6 separate regions of the Mus musculus genome follow, and all the other regions are linked to region 5. A link is a contact called in public HiCAR-type and promoter capture Hi-C data. All regions are on one chromosome and are shown on one strand. The core of a region is the stretch at or near the end of the contact, and the rest is flanking DNA. Distances in the headings are between cores, read along the strand shown. Region 1 holds the start of Pnpt1 (polyribonucleotide nucleotidyltransferase 1). Region 2 holds the start of Ccdc88a (coiled coil domain containing 88A). Region 3 holds the start of Mtif2 (mitochondrial translational initiation factor 2). Region 4 holds the start of Cfap36 (cilia and flagella associated protein 36). Region 5 holds the start of Bod1 (biorientation of chromosomes in cell division 1). Region 6 holds the start of Clhc1 (clathrin heavy chain linker domain containing 1).

Region 1 (4,421 bases), core at 449-2,948, 2.5 Mb before region 5:
CCTGATATATGGTTATCTATGCTTAGGCAATAGGTCGCTGGCCACTCAGCTCTTATATCCCATGAGGCTAGACTCATTGCACGGGATAGAGTGAGTGTGCTTCAGCAGCCCGAGAGAGTTGCAAGGCTAAGCACTGCAATGGAAAGGCTCTGCGGCATATATGAGCCTATTCTAGGGAGACATGTCATCTTTCATGAAGGTTCAGTGTCCTAGTTCCCTTCCCCCAGGCAAAACGACACGGGAGCAGGTCAGGGTTGCTCTGGGTAAAAGCCTGTAAGCCTAAGAGCTAATCCTGTACATGGCTCCTTTACCTACACACTGGGGATTTGACCTCTATCTCCACTCTCATTAATATGGGTGGCCTATTTGCTCTTATTAAAAGAAAAAGGGGGAGATGTTGGGAGCCGCCCCCACATTCGCCGTTACAAGATGGCGCTGACATCCTGTGTTCTAAGTGGTAAACAAATAATCTGCGCATGTGCCAAGGGTATCTTATGACTACTTGTGCTCTGCCTTCCCCGTGACGTCAACTCGGCCGATGGGCTGCAGCCAATCAAGGAGTGACACGTCCGAGGCGAAGGAGAATGCTCCTTAAGAGGGACGGGGTTTTCGTTTTCTCTCTCTCTTGCTTCTTGCTCTCTTTTCCTGAAGATGTAAGAATAAAGCTTTGCCGCAGAAGATTCTGGTCTGTGGTGTTCTTCCTGGCCGGTCGTGAGAACGCGTCGAATAACATCAATGCTTTTATTTCCTTTTGATTTATGACTCAAAATTACTACTATTCTAATTATTTTAGAGTGACATTAGGAAACATAGACTCCTTCCCATTTTAATATACCTCTCCAAAACTTACAACTGAATGAATGGTAAATTATTCAAGGGGTTCTCAAAAAAAAAAGTTTTTTCTTGTTTTTTGTTTTGTTTTGTTTTGCTTTGCTTTGTTATGTTTGTGTCTAAGTGTGTGCGAGTTTGCATGTGTGTGGATACACCAGTGTGTGCAGGTGACTGGGCGTGTGTGCCTGTGTGCGCGTGCGCGTGTGTGTATATATATATATATATATATATATATGTGTGTGTGTGTGTGTGTGTGTGTGTGTACGTTAAGAATGTGTGGAAGCCAGAGGTTAAAGTACGGTGTCTTGCTTGATAGCGCTCTACTTATTTTTTGAGGTAGGGTCCCTTGCTGAACCTGGAGCCCTCAGGCAAGTCTAACAAGCCAGGATGATTCATGGATTCATTCTCAGCCTCTGAACGTTGGAATTACAGGTGGCCTTCCATAGACACAAACCTAGATCTTTAGGTAAGAACCAAATAATCGTGAGTTGTTCAGTATTTATTTACTGTTACATTTATTAAACACATTGTTCTAAGACTTTCTTTCAAACCGTGATAACACTAGCGCGCGCGCGCACACACACACACACACACACACACACACACACACACACACACGGCGCGGGAAGTATTAAAGGGCTTTCTTTAAATCTATACATTTTTTTTAAGGTAGTACTTATTTTTCACCGATAAGGGTGGGGGAATAAAAGCTGACTGAAAGAAACGCATTCTGGTGGTTTGACTCTGGCAATTACAGAAAGCCTGCAAGGATTGCTTTCCCGGCAGTTTGCAGGCTCCACGGAAACGAAACTGCGTCCGACTCCGCCCACAGGAGTGCTGGCCAATGAGGCGCTGCCCAGGCCTTCCACGCTCTGGGTGTCATGGCGGCCTGCAGGCTGTGCTGCTTGTGCCCGTGCCTCCGACCGCTGGGCTGCGGCCCCCTCGGCCGGCCCGGGCGGAATCGGGCACTCAGCTATTTGCAGATGCGAGCGTTGTGGAGCAGCACCGGATCCAGAGCGGTGACTGTAGACCTGGGACACAGGTGAGAAACGGTGTGAGTTCGCGGTTTTCACGCGGCGTCTGTCTTGTCCATTCAGCCCCAGAAGTCAAATCCCCCCCAGGGTAGGAATCAAGCAGCCTAAGTCTCTTAAGTTCTCTACTCCAAACCTAAGGTCGAGATTTCCTTTTTCCGGATTTAAAGTCTGTCTCCCTTTCCCAAGCTGGCCGCTGCCTTTTGCCTCTTCATCTTCCTCCTAGCCCTGCGGTGAACTTCCTGAGTCCTATTGCCTGTGCCCCAGACATCCTTTCTCTATTTTCCGAGACCTCGAGCTCTGAAGTAGGAAACCCTAGGTAATGCGTTATCGTTCCGTGCCCCAGGTCCACTGATGGCCGGTGTGAGCCGGAGATGAATGCCAGTTATAAGATGCACATAGTCCTGTTAAACCTGTAGTGAAAGTACAGTTACCATCCAACAAAAGGTCAAAAAGGCAAATTTCTCAGTTAACAAGACACACGGCGGGGGTGTATATGTGGATATTTTAAATAATAGGTTTTTTTAAAGCTTTTCCCTAAAGCTCTACTTTTTGTGGCAGGCCGCTGCCCCGTGTCCTCCCTTGGCATCCGATTACTCTTCCCATCACTGTGTTCTGCTTGTTCATTCTATCAATCTTCTTGTTTATGTTCATAGAGTATTTAGGTAGGCATTCACTCACATGGTTTGGCATATAGAAACTTCAGAACTCTTCCATTTATTCCCAAATGCCTACTTCCAAACCCCAGAGGCTAGCTATGCTATGGGTCCACTATGTATTTGGAGGTATTTTATACAATATAATATTGAAAAGTAAATTGTTATGAGACAAAGTAAACAACAACAACAAAACACCATAAACTTAATAGCTTTCTTGGAACAATCAAAATTACATGTAAACACCATAAACTTAATAGCTTTCTTGGAACAATCAAAATTACATGTACTCCCTACCCCCCAAAATCTTTCTGACTTTCTGCATTATTAGAATTCATTGAATAACATACTGTTTCAGTTCTGATATCGCAATTTGTCAGGTCGTTCAAATTTCCTTTGATATAATCTGGTTGTTGACAAACATGCTTTTATTCCACCATCAATTGCTAACTAATACCAACTCTCTGATTGCACATTATACTTTGTACACTAATAATATTTGTGTATTTCTATATATTTCTGTGCATATTAAAGATGCTGCATAGTTCAAAGATTTGAAAGACTTATTAGACTAGAGGCAAAGAGCTAAGACACATACTGAGAGACTACAGCTGGTAGTCCCATTTGGAGAGCAGCTGGAGGCCCATAGGGCCAAGCCAGAGGGTAGAGCTCAGCTAAAGATTGAGGGTCAGAACTGGGTCAAGATGGATGGACATATGAGTCTATTTTGAGTTTTTATTTTTATATGAAGTATGTGACCATCTCAACATCTTTGTTAAGTTTTTAAGCATTCAAAATGTTATTTATCAGAAGATAGTCTTTATTATTTTTAACTTAGCGTACAAAACACTGTTATATATCAGAACATGAAAGTCTTTGTAGTCAATATTCAAAAGTTTGTATTTTTTTCCATAAAGTAATAGAGAAATTTTAAAATTATTTTAATAGGGAAGAGAACAGTTTGTGTGTTGGGTTAATACAGCCAACAAAGCAAGGGACGATAAGAGACTGAGCTGAGTCATAAGATGGGAGTTAATAGTTAGGAATTCCGTTTTCTCCCTACCATACTTCCTTCTCCAGATGCATCTTTTGCCTTGGTTCTCATTGTCTTTAAGCTGCGCTTAAATCTCTTGTGCTTTTGATGGTCACAACTCCTACTTACTCTTTTTTTCTCTGACAATTGGGAGCATTTCATTCTTTTTTTCCCCTCGATTCTCCAATTATTTTTACTTAGCAAAGACTTGTACTGGTATCTTGTATTACATTTTTCCTTTTAAACAGAAAATTAGAAATATCCTCTGGGAAACTGGCAAGATTTGCTGATGGCTGTGCTGTGATACAGGTAGGAAACCAGTTTTTGCTTTAATCATAGTGGCTGGGTATCTTTGTAGCATCATAAGTAATCATTGTGGTATTGGGAACTAGTTCAGACACTACTAAGGGTCTTTTTTTTTTTTTAAAGATTTATTCATTTATGTATGCAAGTACACTGTCACTCTCTTCAGACACATCAGAAGAGGGCATCAGATCCCATTACAGATGGTTGTAAGCCACCATGTGGTTGCTGGGATTTGAACTCAGGACCTCTGGAAGAGCAGTCAGTGCTCTTAACCTCTGAGCCATCTCCTCAACCCCTACTAAGGGTATTTCTAGTGTCAGAACCACACTAAGCCATCAAAGTCAGTGTTGTGTATATTAAATACCCTTAAGTTCTCTTCTAAACTGTGGGCAGTATTGGAGTCTGTTAATAAAATTCATTATGCCTTTCTAGAAAAAGCATTCTCGCTATTTTTTTTCATTGTAATCCTTGGAAATTTTTCTTTATAGTCTAAATTTCTTCTTAAAGAGTAAAAAATATGATTCAGTCCATTGATGTGACTAAGCTGTTAGCCATTTCTTCATG
Region 2 (4,224 bases), core at 126-2,625, 2.3 Mb before region 5:
GTCTTGAAAACAAGCAAACAGACAAACAAACAAACAAAAGAAATCCTGAAGAAATTGTGGTGTTTAATTTAGTATATGATAAAACATGTTTACTGTTACCTTAAATTATGAGAGATGGAGAGATGACTCAGTGGTTATGAGCTCTGGTTGCTGGTGCAGAGGACCAGGGTTTGATTCCTGGCATCCAGTGGCTCATGGCTGCCTCTAACCTCTGTTCCAGGGAACCTAGTGCCCTCTTCTGACCTCCACAGGAACCAGGCACATAAGTGGGGAAGAAACATACATCCAAGGCAAAAATTCATACAATCAATGAAAAATAAAACATACAAAAATAGATATCATTAAACATATGAGTAGTCAAAGAGGATAGGTACTTGTAAGCACTGTGCAAACATAAAATGCATTGTAATATCACAATACCATATTGTGTTTGGAAAAAGATGTTTTCTATTCCATCTTATCCTGGACATGCTATGGGTATGAGGAAGAATAACATTTAATTTGCTGTGGAACTGTCATATTTTGATGGGCCCTCTAGTACATAAGATAAATGATTTTTAACAAATGTTTGTCACACAACTTGGATGATTTCTAAATATTTTCTCTTGTGGCTCTCAATTTGGATTTTTTTTCCCAGTGACCAAGAAGTCAAAAAATAATGCCTGCATCATGGAAACTCCAGTCAGGAAATCCCATGTTGAAAGGCAGCTTTGGTTATTCTCGACTCTTATAAATATTTCATATATATATAATATATAAATTATATAAATATATATTATATCTATAAATATTTCATATATATATGAAAAGACGGGAAAACAAAAACAACCTCCATCCCCCCAAGATGTGCTTTTGCTTCTTGCTGCAGCTTTCCTAGGCCTTTTAGGGGGCGAGAAAGCATGTTTAACAGAGCAAATCAAAGTGTCCGAAAGAGGATGTCTGCACCCCTCGTGTTTAAAAAAAAGATGGGTTTCGTTCCTTTTCCTTCACACATGAAAGAAGGCGCTCCAGGAGGAAAGAAACCATAATTAGACATGAGCGAGCAAGCAGACAGACCCGGTTCCTCAGTCTTGCCCGGTTCCTCAGTCTCGCCCCCTACACCCTGGCATCCGTCCGGGGCGCGGACTCGACGCGGGCCCCCGCCGCAGCTGCATCGTCCGCGCGTCCACGCTCCGCCAGAATCTGGGCGGCGGCGGGCCGGCCGGGGGCGCGCTCACGCGGGAGCGCGCTCTTGCAGCGGTTTTCTTCTCCCACAATCCAGAGGTAGAGGCGCGGGAGGGCGGGGAGTCGGCGGAAGGATACTGGCGCGGAGGGAGTGGCGCGCTCGCCCGCCAGGCCGGCGGCGGGTGTGCTGCGGCACTGCGGTTCCGAGGCCGTTACCCTAGCTCCTCCAGAGGGCGGCGGAGGAGGCTGGAGCGCGGCAGCGGAGCGTCCGGGCGTCGCTGAGGCACACGGAGGCTGGCGGGGCTCCTGCAGCCGGACGGTCAGGGACACGCCTCGGTGCTCCGGACCCCGGCCAAGGCCAGGGCGCTGAAGCGAGCGCGAGGCCGCGGAGGGATGCTGAGCGCCTGGAGAGGGGCGAGCCGCGCCTGAGGCTGTGAGGTTGCGGGCAGACGCTCCCAGCTCTCGGCGCCCGTGCCCACTGGCGGCCGGAACGCCCAGAACCGCTCGCCCAGGTCCAGCCCGGCCCCCTCGGCCCCCACGTTGGGCTTGAGTTCTTGGCGGCCGCTGCGCTGGCCGGCTCCCCCCGGGAGCGGGGCAACCTTGACGGGCTTTTTGTCTCGTGCCCCGGCCGCTCTCCGCGTCCTCCTCCTCCAGATGCCTTTTTTCTGCCCCTCCTCACCGGGTGCAGACTGCCAGCATCGGCTGCGGCTCAGCGCGGGATTCGGGCTCGTTTCCCCGGGGGGGCTAAGGAGGGACAGCTCTTCCCCTTCTTCGATGGGATTTTCCTCTCCTGCCGGAATGAACTTTCATTGATTCCGTCTTCTACATTTACTGACCAATTCCCTGGGCGTATTTGTGGTACTTCCTCCCCCCGCCCCCTCCTGAATATATAATCTGTAAAATGGAGAACGAAATCTTCACTCCCCTTCTGGAGCAGTTCATGACCAGCCCCTTGGTCACTTGGGTAAGGAAGATGTCCTTTATGGTATATTTGGCCGTGTTATTTGTGGCTGCAGAGATGGAGGTGGGCGTTCACGTCGTGATAATCCTTCTGTTCTAGGTTAAAACGTTTGGACCTCTGGCTGCAGGAAATGGGACTAACCTGGATGAGTATGTGGCTTTAGTGGATGGGGTATTCTTGAACCAGGTCATGCTCCAAATGTAAGTGTCTTCTTCTTTCTTGGTAACTTATATTCTTTGAAACATTACATACTTTGAACTTAGATTTCACGACTTAATTTGGTTCTTTGGCCAGAAAAAAAAAAATCAGGTAGTTTAATTGGATCTTGGAAGGAGCGGTATTCTTATGTGCCTGCCCCATTTATCACAACCAAATAGTTATACCTGTTAAAATTGGTAAACTTTATCCGTGACTTTGCCAATTCTGTTTTGTCATTTATTGTCTTGACTGCTGAAATTCAAACTACATTGTGTCATCTTTGGTCATTTGGTAAAATGACGGAGATAGAGAAATCTTGTCTACCACAGGGAAAAGACTTAACTGAAGTTATATATGTGGAAAGATATTTATTAACCTTTTTAGTATAAGAATAAGTGGTTCAAAAATGGAAAGTGGTGAACTAATATGTTTCAGAAGTGAAAAATTCAGTTAACATTACAATTGGTCAGGAAGACTTTGTAGCAAACAATTTAAATATCCAAGTTTGATTAGATGGCTTATTGTGTTATTGATGAATTATTAAATTGTTTAATATTTGAGGAATTGTTTAAAGGTATTTTGAGGTTTATAAATAACTGAAGTCTTGAGAGCTGGGTTAATTAGTTAAATCTTTTGTTTGTAATACTGAGCATCTGTTAAGTAGGAATGGGGTTTTTGAGCTAGAAATTGAATATTGAAAGCATATCAGTACTTAGATCAGAGTAATACAAATGACTCCATTTTATTGTTACGGTATTGTAGTGCAGATTCATTGTGAGTACTAAAGTGGTTATCAGTTGCTGAAGATTTAGACTTCTTTCTCAGTCCAGTATCATTACAAGAATCTTGTACTTTTTGACTTGAAGATACTTCTTTTATATATGTGAGAAATTAATTCAGTATAAATGCTTGTTAGAGTCTGTATACTATTCTGTTAATTTTACATATATCAATTCCGTTTTTTTTTTTTAATGGAAATTATTTTTCTTTTTATACTTTCTATTTTAAGAGGTTTTTGCGGGTTAGGTTTTTGTCACCTTGACACAGGGATCTTTAGGGAGAAGGAAACCCTCAGTTAGAAAATGTCTTTGCCCTTCCCACCTGCAGGCAAGTCTGTGGGGGCATTTTCTTGGTTGCTTCATGTGGTTGCTTCATGCCCAACCCACCGCTGACAGTCCCTACCCTGGGCCGGTGGTCTTCGTTTGTGTAAGAAAGGTAGCTGAGCAAGCCAGAGGGACCTAGCTAGTAAACAGCCTTTCTCTGGGCTCTCAGCTTTAGTCCTGCCAGCTCCTGCTGGGACTTTTTTTTGTTTTTCAGTGATGAACTATTACCTAGAAGTAAGAGGAAATAAACCCTTTCTTCCACAGTTGCTTTTGGTCATGTGTATATCATAGCAAAAGAAAGCAAGCTAGGACAAGGTTAGGAGTGAAGTGCAGAAGGATTGTTCCAGTGCTAACCTCTGTGCCCTCAGAGGCTGGTACTGTTTTCATGTGTGTGTGACTCCACAGGAAATAGTGTTGGTTTATACCTTTTCCAAAGAAAACTTGTACAGTTGGATATGTGGGTTAGCTAAAAATGTATGATTTTTTTCCCCTTAGGAAGGAAAAGAGAGTGTAGACATTTTCAGGATTAGTGCATTCTTAGCAGATAATTTATGGAATTACTTTTTGTTTGAAATACCTATTTCCTAAGCCATATGATAAGATAATTTAACTACATTTTAGGAATGGACCCCATTATAATACATACTCACAGTTTTCCCCTTATGTCTCTTTATTTGCTTAATTTTAAGCAGGAAAATTTGAATTTTGTGTACCAAACTAGGAAAATACATTACCTTTTCACCTTAATGTTTTTTTCTAAAGAATATTTCTGATTTTTTGAAGCCTGGTACTTGAGTT
Region 3 (4,063 bases), core at 695-3,194, 2.1 Mb before region 5:
TTTTAACACCCCTTATCTAATCTATATGTTTTCTGAAGGAAAACATCATCCCTCCTGCAAATGTAGTCCTTATTATACACTGTTACCAGTACCCAATAAATTGGCTCCAGGTTTGCCAGGACTAGCTTGTAACCAAAGTCATTCAAAGGCAGAAAAACAACTCCACAGATAAAACAATCATTGTTTTTGTTATGGTCTGACTTCCCCCAACCACTCCCAGCATAGCTGTAGTCATTTTGTTCCATGCTCACAAACTATTTTATATTGAGGCTGTAATATGCCTGCCAGTTATTGACATAGAAAAATAATTTGACTCAGAACAGGATCATGCTGACTGCATCTGTTAGGTTATGTTCTGAGGTTTATTAATCTTAAGAAATTCCACAAAATTTCATGTAGGATCCATGAGGTTAAAGGTCAATATGAACTGTTATGTCTAAAATATCTTGAGTCTGAGTTGCCCAGTAGTCAGCATTTCCTGCACCTGTGTATGAACTCGTTGTGGTTTTTTTCCTTTATAAGTTAATAGGAAAGGATATCCATTGTCATAGTTGAGATAATTCTGAGCTGTCTCTGGTCTGACCAGTATTAGGATGTGCATTCAATAAACTATTCCTGCTTATTATTCCTATGGTTTGTGTGGCGATTCCTGAACCCAAACAGTTTTCTACAATGATTTCTTCAAGGTCCAAGTACTTCTAGAAAACAACTATTCCTTCTGATGTTTGCCCAGAGATACAGTGATTCTATTAGAACTACACTACAGGCTACAGAATGGCTACAGACGTTGAAAGGGTTAAAGCCGAGTTAAGGACTTTCAAAGAGGCCTGAGAAGCAGAAGCTGAAAACTAACAGAAAAAGTGTCTGAGGAAAAGACAATGCACCCAGGCCGGAGGTCGGATGGAATGATGATGACAGAGTTTGAACTGCAAAAAAGGCCATGTGGTTGAGGTTGTAGAGGTAAAGGGAATGTCCAGGTGCAAGCAAATGAACAGGTGGTTGGATGTAAATTTTAGTAGGCCACACATTATTTTAGCTGGTTTCTCAATGCTTGCCAAAGCAAGTGAGAGCAAAGAACTGCTTACAGAAAGTGAACTTCAATACATGTTTATGAACTTGGGTCATTTTCAAGTGTGGGCTTAATGGAGATTCAGATAAAAAAGGTTTTCAGGAGTCTCTATAGTCATTAATACTGACTGAATCTTTGTGATGGAAAGGGGTAAGGGTAATGAGATGGCTACGTGAATAAAGGAGCTTATTTCAAGCCTGAGTTCCTGAATTCAGTGTGTGTATACAAATAAAAAAGACAAAAATTTTTTAAAGAAAATGAGTGGACTGAGGGACCTGAGTTTAGGGTAGACAATGAGAGATAATGGTAAAGCGTGCTTTGGGATAAGAAACTTTTCTATGCTATTCCCTTAATCTGTGGTAGTGCTAGGTGTAAACGAGTTACCCTCAAGAGATGATGATGGCTGTGGCCAAAGAGGAGACCGGAAAAACTCCAAAGTGAAGAAAAACAACCAAAATCATAACGAAAAACGTTTACTTGACTCGTACTCTCAACAAGTCACTGAAACCTTCCCACGATCTTATGAAGTCCGTACCGTGATTCCATACAACAGATAAAGTCGAGGCACAGAGTTGACAACACACCTCTAAGTTCACACTGTGAACGGGCTGGGCCAGCAGCCGGAGAACCCTAGCTCCACTACCTACCCTGCCCACCCCGTTAGAGCTTTCTAGGGCCACCTTGCGCCGCTTCCTTCCAGCTAGATACACGCAAGTTTGAAGTACGTGTTCTTCCTGGAGAAGGGAGGGAACTGCAGAGCACCCGGTCCCCACTGCAGGCCAGCAGCCGAAGCTGCAGGTTACAGGACCAGCCATAGCCGGCCTCCACCAGCCACAGACAACCCAGAATTCCATGGGGAAGCTGCTTCCGGCGGTACCGGAAGCACGACGGGGACCTCACGGAAGGGACGGACTGAATGACCCACAATTCTCCTGGGTCCGGAGGGCGACCTCGCCTGGGAGTTGAGTGAGTGGGGTCTCTGCGCTAGGGTGGTCGCGAGTGCCAGTGTCACTTGCCGCGGCTTCGGAGTCCACGAGCGCTCAGGTGCGCTCCCCAGAGGCCCGCGTGGCAGCGGCGGTGTTTGATTTTTCACAACGATTTTTTTTTTCCTTTCCAAATCCTCTTACTGGTCTATTCAGACATTTCCGTTAATGCAGCTACGCTTTTGCAGCATTCGCACGCCCTCTCCGCTATGGGAATTGTCAGCCTGAGTTCTCGGTTGCCGCTAACCTTATGGAAGTAGTAATGACCCCTTCTTGAGTCCACTGTCCTCTGTAAAGTGAGAGGCGTTGGGATATTTAACAACCAAGATTTCTTCCCAGGTTTGAGATTTGGGTTATTATTCTGATGTGTCTGATTTCTCGATTATATATCTCTGTGTTGGTTTGTCTCATAGAGTCTCGTTTCATTGTTCTGTGCCCTTGTCAAATCTGCTTCACAGCTCATTTAAAAATGATTTAAGTAAGATGGGCATAGTAGTGCACATCTTTAATCCCAGCGCTTGGGAGGCAGAGGCAGGTGGATCTATAAGTTCGAGTCCCTCTTGGTCTACATAGTGAGTTCCAGGACAGCCAAGGCTACATAGTGAGACCCTGTCTTAAAAAAAAAAAAAAAAAAAAAAAAAAAGGTTTAAGGAATCCTATGCTTTCTGAGCACTTCCTTTTACTCCCTTGCATGATTAAAGCAATGCATTCTCTCTTTCTTCTCTGTCTCCCTGCCCCTTCACTCCATCTCCTTCCTCCTCCTCCTCTTTCTTCTCTTATCTTTTGCATTTTCTTTTGAAAGGTGGTTTCCCTGATATACCTAGCCTGGCCTTGAGCTCCCTATGTAGCTAAGACTGAAGACTGGCTTTGAACTTGGCATCCTCCAGCCTTTGCCTAGAGTTGCCTGTGCCAGCAGGCCTGGCTTGAATTTCTAAATCTTAGTTCATTTACTTGGAATGAAGTCAGAATTTCTTTTGATCCTTTCCTTCTTGAATGAGTCTTTTAAGGTAAAATACTAACTATTAAACACCCACAAAGCCTCAGAATTATCTATAAATGAGGGAGATGGTGGCTTGTGAATGTTTGTAACATTCATGTTGTGAATCTTCAGAGAAAGTAAGTCATCAGTGAGAAACAATACATTTATCATCTCATTTTTTTCTTTGTAACCTTGTTATAGAAAGGCTACAAAGAAACACTTCTTTCTTTTTTCAGAACTCAGGAAAATGAGACTCATAGGACAAGAGTGACTGGTCTGTAAGAGGTGTCAAGTCAAGGCCTTTTGTTACTGCATCAGGTCCTTTCTCTACTACTTTACTGTGTCACTTTCAGCTCTAGATTTTTTTCCTTTTATTGGTATTTTTTTCTGTGTCTGTATGGTGTGTGTTATGTGTATATATGGGCAAATCATGTACAAGGCATGGGCTACAGGGAGAGGTTTGAGAACAGTTTTGGGGAGTTGAACCTTTCCTTCCATCTTCTCATGGATTCTGGAGATTGAACCCAGGTTGTCAAGCTTAAAAACACTTTTTCCTGCTGAGCCTTCTCCTAGACTGTGTGGTGTATTTTCATTTTTTTATTTGTTTGTTTGTTTGTTTTTGAAACAAGGTCCATGAAGCTTAGGTTGGCCCCAAACTTACTATGTAACCAAAGTTGGCCTTGTACTTCTGACCTTCATTCCTCCACTTCCCAGATGGTAGGATTACAGTCACCTATACCATACTTGGCTGTCGTTTATTTCCTTTAAAAACAAATCAGCTAGGTGGTAGTGGCACACTTATAATGCCAGCATTCAGAAGGCAGAAGCAGGCAAATCTCTGAGTTTGAGGCCTGCTTGGTTCTAGAACTGATAGAACTACACAGAGAAACCCTGTCTGAAAGAAAGAAAGAAAGAAAGAAAGAAAGAAAGAAAGAAACCAAAAACACTGCTGGGAAGGCCTGGTGACATGGGTCTCATGGCAGAACCTAGGAGGTGGAAGCAAAGGCATCATGAGCTCCGGGCCAGTGTAGC
Region 4 (4,100 bases), core at 516-3,015, 2.4 Mb before region 5:
TCGTTAAGCATTCTGAGGCAGAGAACAGCACATTGGCAGCCCCACATCAGTGAGGTATAAAGTTATTCCAAGTGTTCTGACTTCAATTCTTTTTACATTGCATTTGGTCTCTGTGACACTTCTCATGCATTCAATACAAATACTAATTCTTTTCAGTTCTAAAACTACATCATTGTGGTGTGTTTGTAAGCCCTAGCTTTGCTTCTCTGTAAAAATGCACAATCAGCTGTTACTACCGAGATGTAGCCACTCTTGACACCTGTGGATGGATAGAAGGCATACCATACCCCACACAATTTCTATTAAGGATTTAGTCTCAAAAATACATGAAAATCAGTGGGAGACATAATCCCTCTTGCAGGAGGCCAGGCTATCCCCATGATTCATCAACCTTTTAACAGCACTCTAAATTCTACAGGAACACAAGTCAATTGCTTTGCTTTCTGATCCTTCATAAAAGCTGCCTACCAAAACACTTAACTCGTGTTTGAACTTTAACAGTTAGAATAAAATAAAAGGTTCAGTGATCAAACAACATTCTTTCTTTACTAGATTCATAGAATTTTGGGTTTGAGAGAAGTCTTGCAAGACAATTCAGGATAAGAACCCTCTGTTAGCTGAATCTCAAACAAGCTGCATTGCAGTACAGTCACTGTCGAGTGTATGCAGATACTTCAAATGCCTGGGAACCCATTAACTTTTCAAGCAGGCCACCTCATCCTAGAAAAGTGTATAAAAGATTCCCTTCACTGAAATGTGTTCTCTGCAGCTGTGAGTCAGTATTCACTCACCCCAGCTCTATTGCACCGATCTTTACAAAAAGTCTGTCCCCCTAACCTAAGACACAAGTTCAGACGATATATATTGCTACCCTCCAAGTATTGCCTAGGCAAAAAAAAAAAAAAAAAAAAAACCAAGATAAAGGTTGGATAGGACATCGTTTGTGATTGCTTCTCTATGAACAGAGTCCAATTCGTCTTATGAACTCGGATATGAGCGTGATATGAACCGATCAGAAAGCACTGATGCTGGTCCTTCAAAAGAATGCCACATTTGTATATCTCGTTTGTTAGAAAGCTCTTCCTCCCCATCGCCTGCTTTGGTCCTGCCGGAGTAATCGAATGCCCCCCTTTGCAGATAAAATGGCCAGAGTGAATTTGTCATTTCATAGGCTGAGTCCACAGGGCGACATCTCAGGGGTCAGAAGGAACTCGAAGAAAAACGACGTTTTCCCCAAATAACTGAGGAAGATGCTGGTTACCCAAACAGTCCACTTGCGCGGGGTAGAAAGATACGGGGTGAAGTGACAGGCCGAACATGGGATTAAAGTCTAATGTCTTCAGGACAGGCGCTCGGGCAGAGTGGGTGAAAAGTCTTGGTGAGCAATTTCACGTCTGCAAACAAACGAGCCACTCGGGAAGGGATGTACGTAATTCCTTCTACAAAACTGTCCTAGGCCCGGCAGGCAGAGACAGTAATATTTGGCTTGTTCACAGTCTGGTTCTTACCTTCGCATTTCTGCTCCACAAAGTCCAAGATGGGGATAGACCAATCCGGGCCCCGCAGGAACCCAGCGATGCTCTCCACCACCCATTCCACTTCGTCCTCTTCTTCCGCAGCCATCCCGCTCGCACCCGGCGACGCGGACGCCTAGGCCGGATTCCCCCAGCCCTGTCTGGCCTTTCGGCCGCAGGAAGCGACGGAGAATGCGGGCAGCAAGGTCCCCGCAATCGCCGGGCCCCCAGGTTAGACACCACAAACCAGTTAACGTAAAATGGTCGCTATGACAACGTACGCAGCAGCCCGGAAGTGAGGCCTGAGTCCTGAGCTCCTGGAGGGGGGGGGCTGGATTAGGAACGTTTCCTATTGGCTAGAAGAGAACGGGGCAAACGATAGCCCTCCACTCATTGGCCCGTAGTTGCTAGGCTGAGAGCAGACGCGCGGGCATTGGCTACTGCGCTTAGAGACGGCGTTCGCGCTCCCGTGTGCGCGCGGCCCGTCTCAAAATGGCGTGCTGAAGGCGTGGCTTCCCTGAGGACCTCCTCCCACCTCATCCCTAGCGGTCTTCAGACCCCCTGGCCCTTGAAAACAAAATTGAGAGAAATATGCTCTGTGAGGTTTACTGATTGATTCTGCAAGCCGTTTGCTTGCTGTCTAAGGATGGGTCTAAGCTTAGTTAACAACAACTAAAATTAGGACAAGTATAAAATCAGTTAATCTCCATTTAATTAGGCTTTCATAGACAGTATTTAGAAAGTATCAAGGTTGCTCTCTTCCTACTTAAGAGCCAGAGGACTCCCAAGAATCTTATAACTAGATGTGGTGGCCTACACCTTTAATCCCAATACTCCTGATAGCCACAGGCAGACAGACCTGAGAGTCCCAGGCCCACCAAGGCTATATAATGAGAGTGGTGAGGAGCTGGAGGAGCAGACTCTACAACTTCAGTTTCATGAAAGTGGAAGTGGAGGACTCAGTGAGAACCAGAGGTGACTGTGTGTTGGGCCGACAGCACAGTACCAGGTCTGGTTGAGGGCAGGAGCTACATACAGCAAATGTTCATGGAAAGCTCAGGAGGAACTAAAGGGGTATTAGAGGCAGAGGACCCTGAAGATCTCAACGTTTCAGTGGTTCTCAACCTTCCTAATGCTGCAGCCTTTTAATACAGTTTCTCGTATTGTGGTGACACCCAACCATAGAATTATTGCATTGCTACTCCATATTGTAACTTTACAACTGTTGTAAATCTGGTGTGCAGGATTTCTGATCCGTGGCCCACAGGTTGAGAACTATTTCAATATATACTAAAGCTGTTGATAGAGGACCCAGCTCTCAAGTCAGCAATTAGTATGTTAGCTAGTTAATCTTGTCTTCTGTCCAAGAATTTCCTTATGGACGAAAAGGTCATTTCTGTGGGGATTTGTCTTGTCACCTGTCTCATCATTGAAGTCTCTGAGGACCACAAAAGCTGCTGAGCCACAAAAGTCATCAAAGGGGCTCCAGGCCCCTCCTTGCTGCCCAGCCTATGGCTCCTCAGGAGCTGTCCAAAATGGCGGTATCACAACATCTCAGCCTACAGCCATCATAAGAGCCGTAAGAGTGGTCCACAGTGGCACACTGCTTTTCTCACCTCATCGGGAGCTGCCCCTCAGGAGCTGTTCATAATGGCCACACTTTTCATGCCTCAGCCTACAGCTTTCATGAAGCACCACTGCAGAAGCTGTCCACCGTGGCAGCACCTCCTCTCTAGCCCCCCCCACACACACACACACACACACCACACACACCACACACACACACACACACACACACACACACACACACACACAAACAGCCCCACAGAGATGGAGCCTCAGGTAAAGCCAGCTACATCCAGGAAGGACTTCTCACCCTAACCCATGGGCCCGATGAAAGGAAAATGGGGTGAAAAAAAGAGCCACCAATTCCTGAGCCACCCCATATTCAAGACTTGAAATTCCACCAATTCTCACACTGGAAATCTCTGCCATGAGAAGTTCTGCCCTTCAGAAATCCTATATAAGCACTGCCCCCTTTGTCCAGGGCTCCTGGGTGTAGAGGGCAGCCATCCCTGGATTTGTCACTCCATATCCTGAACCTTCCAATAAATCTCTTTCATAAGATTTCCTGCCTGGTGTGACTCACCAGTCTGAAGAATCCAAGAAGAAGGGAAGCAATGAAAAGAAGATTCTAAGAAAAGGAGCTGGGCTGGCTGAGGCTCCTGAGCCCCTCAGCTCACCTGGGGATCCCCTGCTCTGAGAGCTGCAATGTCTCTGATGAGGAGGCTTCCTCGAAAAGCTGTAAGGTTCCATCCACTAGGATGATACCCTTCCACTGGAACACTGTCCCACCTCAGAGCTGTGTGTTTCCTGGGCTTCTGAATCCAAGAACACCCTTCCATCCAAGCAGAAACACTTACAGTAATGCTTTACAATTTTACTGTGTCATGGAGATGTGGAGTCTAAAGAGATCTATCCCAACCAAGCATAAGTTGGTAATAAGGTCACCACCTAGCCTCAGTATTCACGAGGGAAACCATTCATCTTCAGATACTTCAGATACTGAGCACTGAGACCCATGTG
Region 5 (3,923 bases), core at 1,404-3,903:
ATTCACGCTGGGGCCTCCACCTTTTCTCTACTTACTGAACCACGCTCTGCCTCAGCCCATTTCGCAACTGGTTCTTGTTCATTGCAGGATTCCATTCCTGTTTGTCCAGATGTGTTGACACGAAATTATCCACCTTCTGCCTTAGGTTCTGGTAAGCTGGCTAAGACATTCATTCAGAAGAGACCGTGTTAGTGTGTGTGCCAATGTCCTGGCACTGAGCCATTCAGGAAACTGCTTTTCAGAGAAACACATCTTCTCCTTTAAACACACTCCCACCCAACCTCAGCGTTCACCTGCAGTACAGCGGCCATGAGGCAACAGCCAGCAGGGTGCCTGTCTTGTAGTGGCTGGGCACAGTGCAGGGCACTGCCTATATATGTCAATCTACTTAAAAAAAATTATTTATTATGTGTATTAAGTATAGAGTGTGTGTATGCCTGCAGGCCAGAAGAGGGCACCAGATCTCATTATGAGCTACCATGTGGTTGCTGGAAATTGAACTCAGGACCTCTGGAAGAACAGTCCTAACCTCTGAGCTCTTGCTCCAGCCCTTAAGCCAATCTACTTCTAAAGAAACTCCACGAGCGGAAACCCTATTAGTACTATGCTGCCCTCATTTTTTTACATTAGACTTTCAGGCTTAAAAGAGGAAACAAAGGTGCCCTCTATCTCCATGTGGCCAAGGACAGATGCAAGCTGCTTCTGGAAGGAACAGGGTTTGAGGCCGAGCACTGACTTCTTACAAGTCACCTGATTTCTGAGTGTCAGTAATTTCCATCCCTAAAATGCAAACACTCCTGTCTGCTTGACTCACAGTGACTGTTCATGGCAGTATACCAAGGAAAGGCCCCTCCAAATGAAACAGCCACCCAAGCCTCAGCAAGAGTCCCTACAGCTACAACCAAGGGAGTTCTGTGAAGCGTTTCCAGGAAAGCTGTGACCCTCAAAGGAGCCTGAGGCACTTAGTCTAAATCCTCTTCCTCAGAGCTTAAGAACAAGACTAGGAAACTACCTCGTGAGTACAAGGAATGTTCTGAGCCCCTGACCTTCTCTCCAACTGGAGGCAGATAGTACCTCTTCACCCGATCCTTGGTGAATGGCATGTCAGTGTCTGCATGGCTCTGGTCGCTCTACGAGAACATGGAAGCAGGAAGGATGGCCTACCTGTGCAGATTGTGGCCTAAGACATGTCTATGTAGGGAAGACCTTACCGCACATCAAAGCCGTAGGACAGGCCCCAGCAGCCTGTAGCTGACAGCTGAGCCCCAGCTAAGGCCTACTAGACCAGCTTGCTTGGTGACTCACAGCCCTGACAGCATGAGGAGCAACCACTACCCTGGGGAGCCCTCTCAGTCAGCAAAGAGGCTCCTAGCTCCACACCTTAATCTTGGCAAGCAAGTTTTGTAATGGGAAAGGAAATGTTCTGGCTACTATATACCTGCCCCGTGACACACATTCCAAAGTTTCCAAATGAGGTGAATTAGCATTTTGTTTAACGGTAGACTGGCCTTTGGCACTGGATCTAACATAGCCATTAACTCCATTTCAATTAGTTAAATGGAAAAAAAGAAGGTGCTGATTCGACAGCTTATCCCAATTTGACCTCAAACAAGTCTGCAAATGATTCAGCTGGGGAAAGGGACTATTAACGTGCAGTCCCATCCAGCCAGTGCTAAAAATCACCTCCCAGGTGAACAAGGGAACGGGTGGAGCTTCTAAAGTACTCTACCTTTCCCATGGGTTGTAAAACACAAGTTTCTTGGGTATGGAGTGGGTATACGTGTGCAGCCATTAAAGAATCCTCAAGTTCAGAAAAGCGAAAGAACTATAAATAAATAAATAAATGAATAGATAGATAGATAGATAGATAGATAGATAGATAGATAGATAGATTGATTGATTGATTGATTTAAAAATCACAGCTGGTAAGGGCTCCAGTGTCGGGTGTGCACCACTCAGAAGATAGATAGATAGATAGATAGATAGATAGATAGATAGATAGATAGATAGATAGATAGATAGATAGATAGATAGATAGATAGATAGATAGATAGATAGATAGATAGATAGATAGATAGATAGATAGATAGATAGATTGATTGATTGATTGATTTAAAAATCACAGCTGGTAAGGGCTCCGGTGTCGGGTGTGCACCACTCAGAAGATACCGGTAGTGCCCCGAGCAGCGCGTCCCTGCCAGGCTCTCGAGGTGCCTTTTGTTTTACTCCGGGCTCTGGCACGTCAAAGCAACTGGATGGTCCGCCCCCCTTGGTCCCCCGAGGCTCAGGTACCTTAGTGTCCACGTCGGCCAGGCAGTCCCGGCGGAAGCTGTCAAACAGCCCACGGCTCTTGAGCTGCTCCACTATGAGAGCGATGAGCTGCGGGTCTCCCGGAGGCAGCGAAGCGGGATTGACAGGGCCGCCGGCCCCACTCGAGCCCCCGGACGGTCCCGAAGCCTGGCCCGCCGCGCCTGCTCCCGCACCGTCCGCCATGGCCGCACCCCGCGCCCGCGCCGGGCCCCGCGCTCCGCTGCTCCTCCGGGAGCCGCGGGCAGAGCTGCGCAGACACGGAGGGGCCCACGGAGGCGGCGGCGACGGAGGCGGCAGGGTGGGAGGCGGCGGGGACCAAGGCGCTCCCCGCTCGCCGCGCTGCCGGCGCTCGTCTAATGGCGTCACCGACGGCCTTTGCATTGTGGGACGGTTGGTTTCCTGGAGCCATCACCTATGTTCTTATAGCCCGTGTCTGGCCGTTAGAAACTACAACTCCCGGCAGGCTGTTGGCTCGCTCGCGCTAGTTTGCGGGACAGCTTGGGCATTGTAGGCTCAGAACCTACCCAGTCACGGCAGCCCTCCCAAATCAGACCTCCGGGTCACCTGCAGAACTGATTAAAAGATTACGAGTGTATCCTTTAACGACTGTGATTCAGCAGCTCTGTATTTATGCCTGGCAGCCTGTGCTTTTGACAGTCGCTCCATTCCCACGATCCCCTTAAATAATGTGATCTGGGAGATTTGGTTAACAATGGGTTAATCTTATTGTTTTGACAAAATTAATTTTTACTTTTTGTGTGGCAGGGAGGGGCGGTGGAGCGTGCGACAGCACATATGTGGAGGTCAGAGGACTACTTGGGACACACTGGTCTCTCCTGTGATGTAAGTGGTGGGATCGAACACGTATCCTCCAGCTCAGTGGCAAGTGCCTATACCCTCTCAAGCTCTCTAACCTGCCTACTAATCAAACTTCTGTTCAAAAGTTTGTACCCTTCTGCCTGATTAATAGCAATGCAGATTCATTTTACGAACTCGTAAAATAACAAGAAGAAAATAAAAACTGCTGTTAAGTCTTTTTTGCATGTGTGGATTTTCGCCTTAGCATTAAATATTGTCAGCATTACTAATAGTAGATCCAGTAAGTAGAATGAATTAGATGTAATAGTGCTGCACTCTTTAAATACGTTCACAACTACCTGAAAGCTGGCACTACTATTTCTTTGTGCAGATGCAGAAATAGAAGAACAGAAATAATTACCGTGGTCATATATATACCTAGATGAAGTATAGTAGGTGCTGTGGTCCAGTGTTTAACCTAACATATCCACGGTCCTGATAGCTAGCTGTCATTTTACAACAAGTAAAATACCCTAGCTTTTACACCCACAAGTCTGCACTGAATTCCCCACTGTTGCCCCTATTAGAAAAAAAAGTTTGGATTGCTAAGAGAGACCATCATTTCAGCTAAGTGTCTGGATGAGGCAAACTTTACTTGATCAAGAGGCTTGCTGGGGCAGGAAAGGGCAGGGGAGGGAACACACCTAGACAGGAAGTGCATTTGGTTTTTATTCTGAGGAAGGTGAATCCTGTCTTTTCTCAGTTGGCTAGGGTCCAACATAACAATCTTACTCAGTTATCTGAAAAGAATTTGT
Region 6 (3,958 bases), core at 1,144-3,643, 2.1 Mb before region 5:
CTGAAAACATTCAACAGCTTATGCACATACCAATACAGTATTATTCCCATATATTCCAAGCAGCTTTGACTTGGCACCTTCAACTTATTTGTGAGACATACTGTCCTGTAGCTTCTACTTCCAAGTCTACAGGATATTCCACAACCCCTTAAAAAGAATTGACCTTAGTGCCTGCCATCATGCCATGCCATGATGCCAAGTTTTATATTGGCTTTGACAGCTGCAGCTCATACAACATCACACAGCCAAAGAAACATTCTTTAAATGTACAATAAAGCACAATACTAAGTACGAGTTCCTTCTTTTTATTAACGCATACACAACTACTTGTCTTCTGGTTTGTTGAAGCAGTAAGTCAGACAACACTTGCCACAGTAATGCCTGTCAAAGTGGCTTCCCATGAAAACTCCAGCACCACATTCATCAGAAGGACACTCTCGACGAAGTCGGCTAATTTTGCCATTTTCATCCACCTGCAAAACAAGAATTTACTGTAAGATGATTTCACAAAACATATTCTGAAACCTGATTTAAGTGACTCAAGCTATTGATCTCACAGTACCAATTTTTAGTGGTTTAAGTCAGTTCTCCAAATTAAAAATCCTGTTTCCAATTCTATAAACTCACTTAAATATCAAAGGGGAGTTCACTTTCAACTCCAAAAGTACTTCCAAAAGTTAGTTGCTCAGATCTTATTCCAAGTGGAACCCATGTTTTGCTAACACCACACTTACCTTATAGTATTTCAGCACAGCCAACTTAACCTTCTTCCTCTTATGCTTGTTCTTCTTGGGAGTGGTGTAAGACTTCTTCTTCCTTTTCTTAGCACCACCCCGAAGTCTCAACACCAGATGAAGGGTGGACTCCTGTTAGTGGAAGATGAAACAGCAGCACTGTAGCATCAACAAGTCTAACTCCAGCCTGTCAAAAAGTTGGGTGGTGTTGGGCCTGTCACTCCAGCACTAGGAATTTTAAGGAGGCTCAGGAATCCAGTTCAAGTTGGCCCTGAGCTACAGGAGACTGCTCTCTACAAAAAGGGTCAACCAACCATCGCATATTTTAAAATCATGGAACAGCTACAGTGCTCAGCAAGTGTTAGTGGATTCAATATCATCCCTTTTTCTGCATGTTTTCCCTCAAACAAACCTTTTGAATGTTGTAGTCAGACAAAGTCCGGCCATCTTCCAGCTGCTTACCAGCAAAGATCAGCCTCTGCTGATCAGGAGGAATTCCTATTAGAGGAAAAAATACTGGGCTTAATAGAACAAGGTACATTCCCCATTGTTGTGAATCAAATGATTGCTAACAGTGGTCACAGACTTAGATGCAACTTTTTCCAAGAGTAAAAGCCCTGGAACTTTCTCTGTAACCAGGCTGCCTCTACCTCCTTAGTGTTGAGATTAAAGTGTGGACTGGGCCATTGCCCAGCCTGAGCATTTTATCGTCTTTGTGACTCAGTAAACAGTTCTAGATTAACTTTTAAAAGATTTGTCCTGCAGAGTTTCCAGTTAATCAGATAGCCTGACACTAATGTCAGGAATATTTTACTTTCAAAAGCATCTAAATTTATTAATCTGTTTTCTACCTTAAGAACAAACGTGTCTAGGTCACACAAGCCAGTCATTTTTCTAGTGACAAACTTTACTTGCCTTCCTTATCCTGGATCTTGGCCTTTACATTTTCTATAGTGTCCGAGGGTTCAACCTGCCAAGTTTTGATATATGTAGTTAATATACGGTTACATAGTAAGTCATTAACTGCTAGCTTTATACAAAACGAGCAAGGAGGAGGTGAGCTAAAGGTAATCAATTAAGATGACACCGCGTGCAAACTACCCAGAGTGCTACAATCCAAATTAGTCCCCATACCAGGGCGAGCGACGGCGGGGGAAGCACAGGAACGCGTCTGCCCGGAGAAAAGCGTCTCCCATCACCTACCCTACATTTCGCCACTCGGGATAAAGCAGGCTAAACCGTACCACACCGAAAACCAAACGTTGTTTTTGCTAAGCACCATAATCTCAGCTCAAAGCCAAGTTTCACAACTCAAAACTCAGAAACCCGCCCTCAAACACTAAGGGCCTCAGTCAGGCCTTGGCTTCCTCAACGGCAAGGTGGCCCGTACCTCGAGCGTGATGGTTTTCCCCGTAAGGGTCTTCACAAAGATCTGCATCGTGGCGGCGGCTCCACCTGCATTCGAAAAGAGACGGATTAGATCCGACGACACCCGTGAGAGCGACGCGTAGCGCCACTAGCCAGAGCGCGGCCACAGAGCATACACTCACCCACGATGGCGGATCGGAAAGGAAGATCCGAGCGTGGCCGACGGGGTCTCCTGGCCGAAGGACCCGCCCCTTAGGCGGCCACACACGTGCCTGCGCGCTGCAGCGGAATCGCGGCTGTCTAACGCAGTGCCAGATTTGCTCGTTCGCTCGGTTTCTTTACGCTCTTTTCTCGGTTTACCTCAGAATGGCCTCGAAATGATGTGCTCAACTAAAAAAAATGCCTCAAAAGGCTTTCTTATACAGCCGATGCGATTAAGAGAGGCTTTCCTTTAAAGGGGGCTTGTGAAACATAAGAGAGAGGTAAAACAAGTCTATCTGGGAATTGTAGTTTTACACTGCTTTCTTCTTGTTAGAACTACTTGTCCCAGGATGCATTTCCACACTTCCCGGATACCTGATTACACTGTCTAAGCTGTGGAGTGAGGGTTAGGAGAGAGTCAGGTGAGGACTCAGGGGATGAGGCACTATGATTTGCGCGTGGGTGGGGACTCTCTGGAAATGCCCCGGAGGGAAGGCTTAAGGGCTAGAAAGGCATTTGGGGGCTGAAGGTGTCTGTCACACCGTAGTGAGCTAGCCACATCTAAGGTATAGTCGAAGTCTTTCTAAGTGCAGGTTTCTGCCCCTCCCGGTAGTCCCTTCCGCTACCCTTCATCCGATCGGAAGAAGCTTTTGAGCGTCACGCGCCTCCCTAGTATGAAACGGTTAAATGTATTGGAATTTTCATCTTTTCACGTTTTAAAAAACATACGATAAGAAAATCTGCAGAATGTTTAGTTTTCGACTATAAGTTTAAATGTGGAGCGTGTCCATCCTGGAGAAAATAGGAGCATGTGCCCTCGGGGAAACTTGAAGCTGTTAAAAGCTGGTGCCTTCTCTCAGTCCCTTCTCCACCTCACAAACCCAGTGCCCTTTCTAATGCACCCTCTCAATGTCTTTTCACCCTATCCGTAAGCGTAGGCGTGCTCCGTTTTCTTACAACGAGGATCCGTAACTCCCTAATAATCTCTGTTTGCTCTTTCCTCATTTTAATATACTAGCTCTGCTGCCTCCAAATTACACATTTTGAAAAGTAAAAATGTAGGGCTAGGAGATGACACAGTAGCTAATATTCGATATGCAGAACCCTGGGTTGGAACTCAAGCACCCACTTTTTAAAAAGGTTGGTGTGCTTGGTGGAGTCTGTGACATGGTAGGCCAGCAGAGACAGGAGACTCCCTGGACCTCATTGGCCAGCAGGTTCAATGAGAGATGGGGGCCGACGACCCTACACCCACACATGACATACATATTTCTTAAAATAAGATGGGGCTTCCAGATGGCTCCATCAGTAAAGAAAATTTACATCTGCTCTAGATCTGATCAACCTTGAGATTCAATTGGTGGAGAAAACCAACTCTAGCAAGTTGCCCTCAGACTTTCACAGCGCTCCCTACCCCCGAACTAACGAAGTGCAATAAAAATTTAAAAATAAAAGGTAGACTGATTAAGAAGACCCACACACACACTCAATATAACGTGATCCTCCTGTCTCCACACATGTACCCACACGAATGTGAACATAAACAGAAAAGCAAAAAGTGATGGTGTTATTCCACATCATTCAAATATTTTACTTTGGGGTTAAAGGTTATCTGAGCATGTGTGAGGCCCTAGAATTGATATCCAACACTACAG

Evidence for each region. Promoter capture Hi-C pulls out the DNA fragments that hold promoters and counts their contacts. HiCAR-type assays count read pairs that join an accessible place to other places.
Region 1: a promoter capture Hi-C map of pre-B cells shows a contact between it and region 5, with 5 times the contacts expected there. The contact joins the promoter of Pnpt1 here to the promoter of Bod1 in region 5. A contact is called at or near these places in 2 of 39 promoter capture datasets (liver and pre-B cells).
Region 2: a HiCAR-type map of astrocytes shows a contact between it and region 5, with 2.6 times the contacts expected there. The contact joins the promoter of Ccdc88a here to the promoter of Bod1 in region 5. A contact is called at or near these places in 1 of 39 promoter capture datasets (pre-B cells) and 1 of 115 datasets of contacts at active chromatin or transcription factors (astrocytes).
Region 3: a contact with region 5 is called in a promoter capture Hi-C map of liver, with 5 times the contacts expected there. The contact joins the promoter of Mtif2 here to the promoter of Bod1 in region 5. A contact is called at or near these places in 2 of 39 promoter capture datasets (liver and pre-B cells) and 1 of 115 datasets of contacts at active chromatin or transcription factors (large pre-B cells).
Region 4: a promoter capture Hi-C map of pre-B cells shows a contact between it and region 5, with 6 times the contacts expected there. The contact joins the promoter of Cfap36 here to the promoter of Bod1 in region 5. A contact is called at or near these places in 3 of 39 promoter capture datasets (frontonasal cranial neural crest, liver and pre-B cells), 1 of 484 Hi-C or Micro-C datasets (pre-B cells) and 1 of 9 other capture datasets (liver).
Region 6: a contact with region 5 is called in a promoter capture Hi-C map of liver, with 2.8 times the contacts expected there. The contact joins the promoter of Clhc1 here to the promoter of Bod1 in region 5. A contact is called at or near these places in 2 of 39 promoter capture datasets (liver and pre-B cells), 2 of 115 datasets of contacts at active chromatin or transcription factors (differentiating embryonic stem cells and large pre-B cells) and 1 of 9 other capture datasets (adipose tissue).

What each region holds. Positions count from the first base shown.
Region 1 is chr11:29,129,046-29,133,466 of GRCm38.p6, forward strand. It overlaps Pnpt1 (polyribonucleotide nucleotidyltransferase 1), which reads left to right and starts at 1,699. Exons shown (of 28, transcript NM_027869.2): 1 at 1,699-1,873; 2 at 3,800-3,860. The coding sequence starts at 1,713.
Region 2 is chr11:29,372,283-29,376,506 of GRCm38.p6, forward strand. It overlaps Ccdc88a (coiled coil domain containing 88A), which reads left to right and starts at 1,376. Exons shown (of 31, transcript NM_001363368.1): 1 at 1,376-2,128; 2 at 2,225-2,325. The coding sequence starts at 2,066.
Region 3 is chr11:29,524,453-29,528,515 of GRCm38.p6, forward strand. Mtif2 (mitochondrial translational initiation factor 2) reads left to right here and starts at 1,945. Exons shown (of 14, transcript NM_133767.3): 1 at 1,945-2,391.
Region 4 is chr11:29,245,507-29,249,606 of GRCm38.p6, forward strand. Cfap36 (cilia and flagella associated protein 36) reads right to left here and starts at 1,766. Exons shown (of 10, transcript NM_025740.3): 1 at 1,509-1,766. The coding sequence starts at 1,623.
Region 5 is chr11:31,669,209-31,673,131 of GRCm38.p6, forward strand. It overlaps Bod1 (biorientation of chromosomes in cell division 1), which reads right to left and starts at 2,654. Exons shown (of 4, transcript NM_001024919.1): 1 at 2,293-2,654; 2 at 36-160. The coding sequence starts at 2,493.
Region 6 is chr11:29,545,557-29,549,514 of GRCm38.p6, forward strand. Clhc1 (clathrin heavy chain linker domain containing 1) reads left to right here and starts at 2,394. Exons shown (of 12, transcript NM_028504.1): 1 at 2,394-2,584. It overlaps Rps27a (ribosomal protein S27A), which reads right to left and starts at 2,484. Exons shown (of 6, transcript NM_024277.2): 1 at 2,285-2,484; 2 at 2,125-2,189; 3 at 1,650-1,704; 4 at 1,147-1,232; 5 at 735-866; 6 at 286-473. The coding sequence starts at 2,172. The coding sequence ends at 324.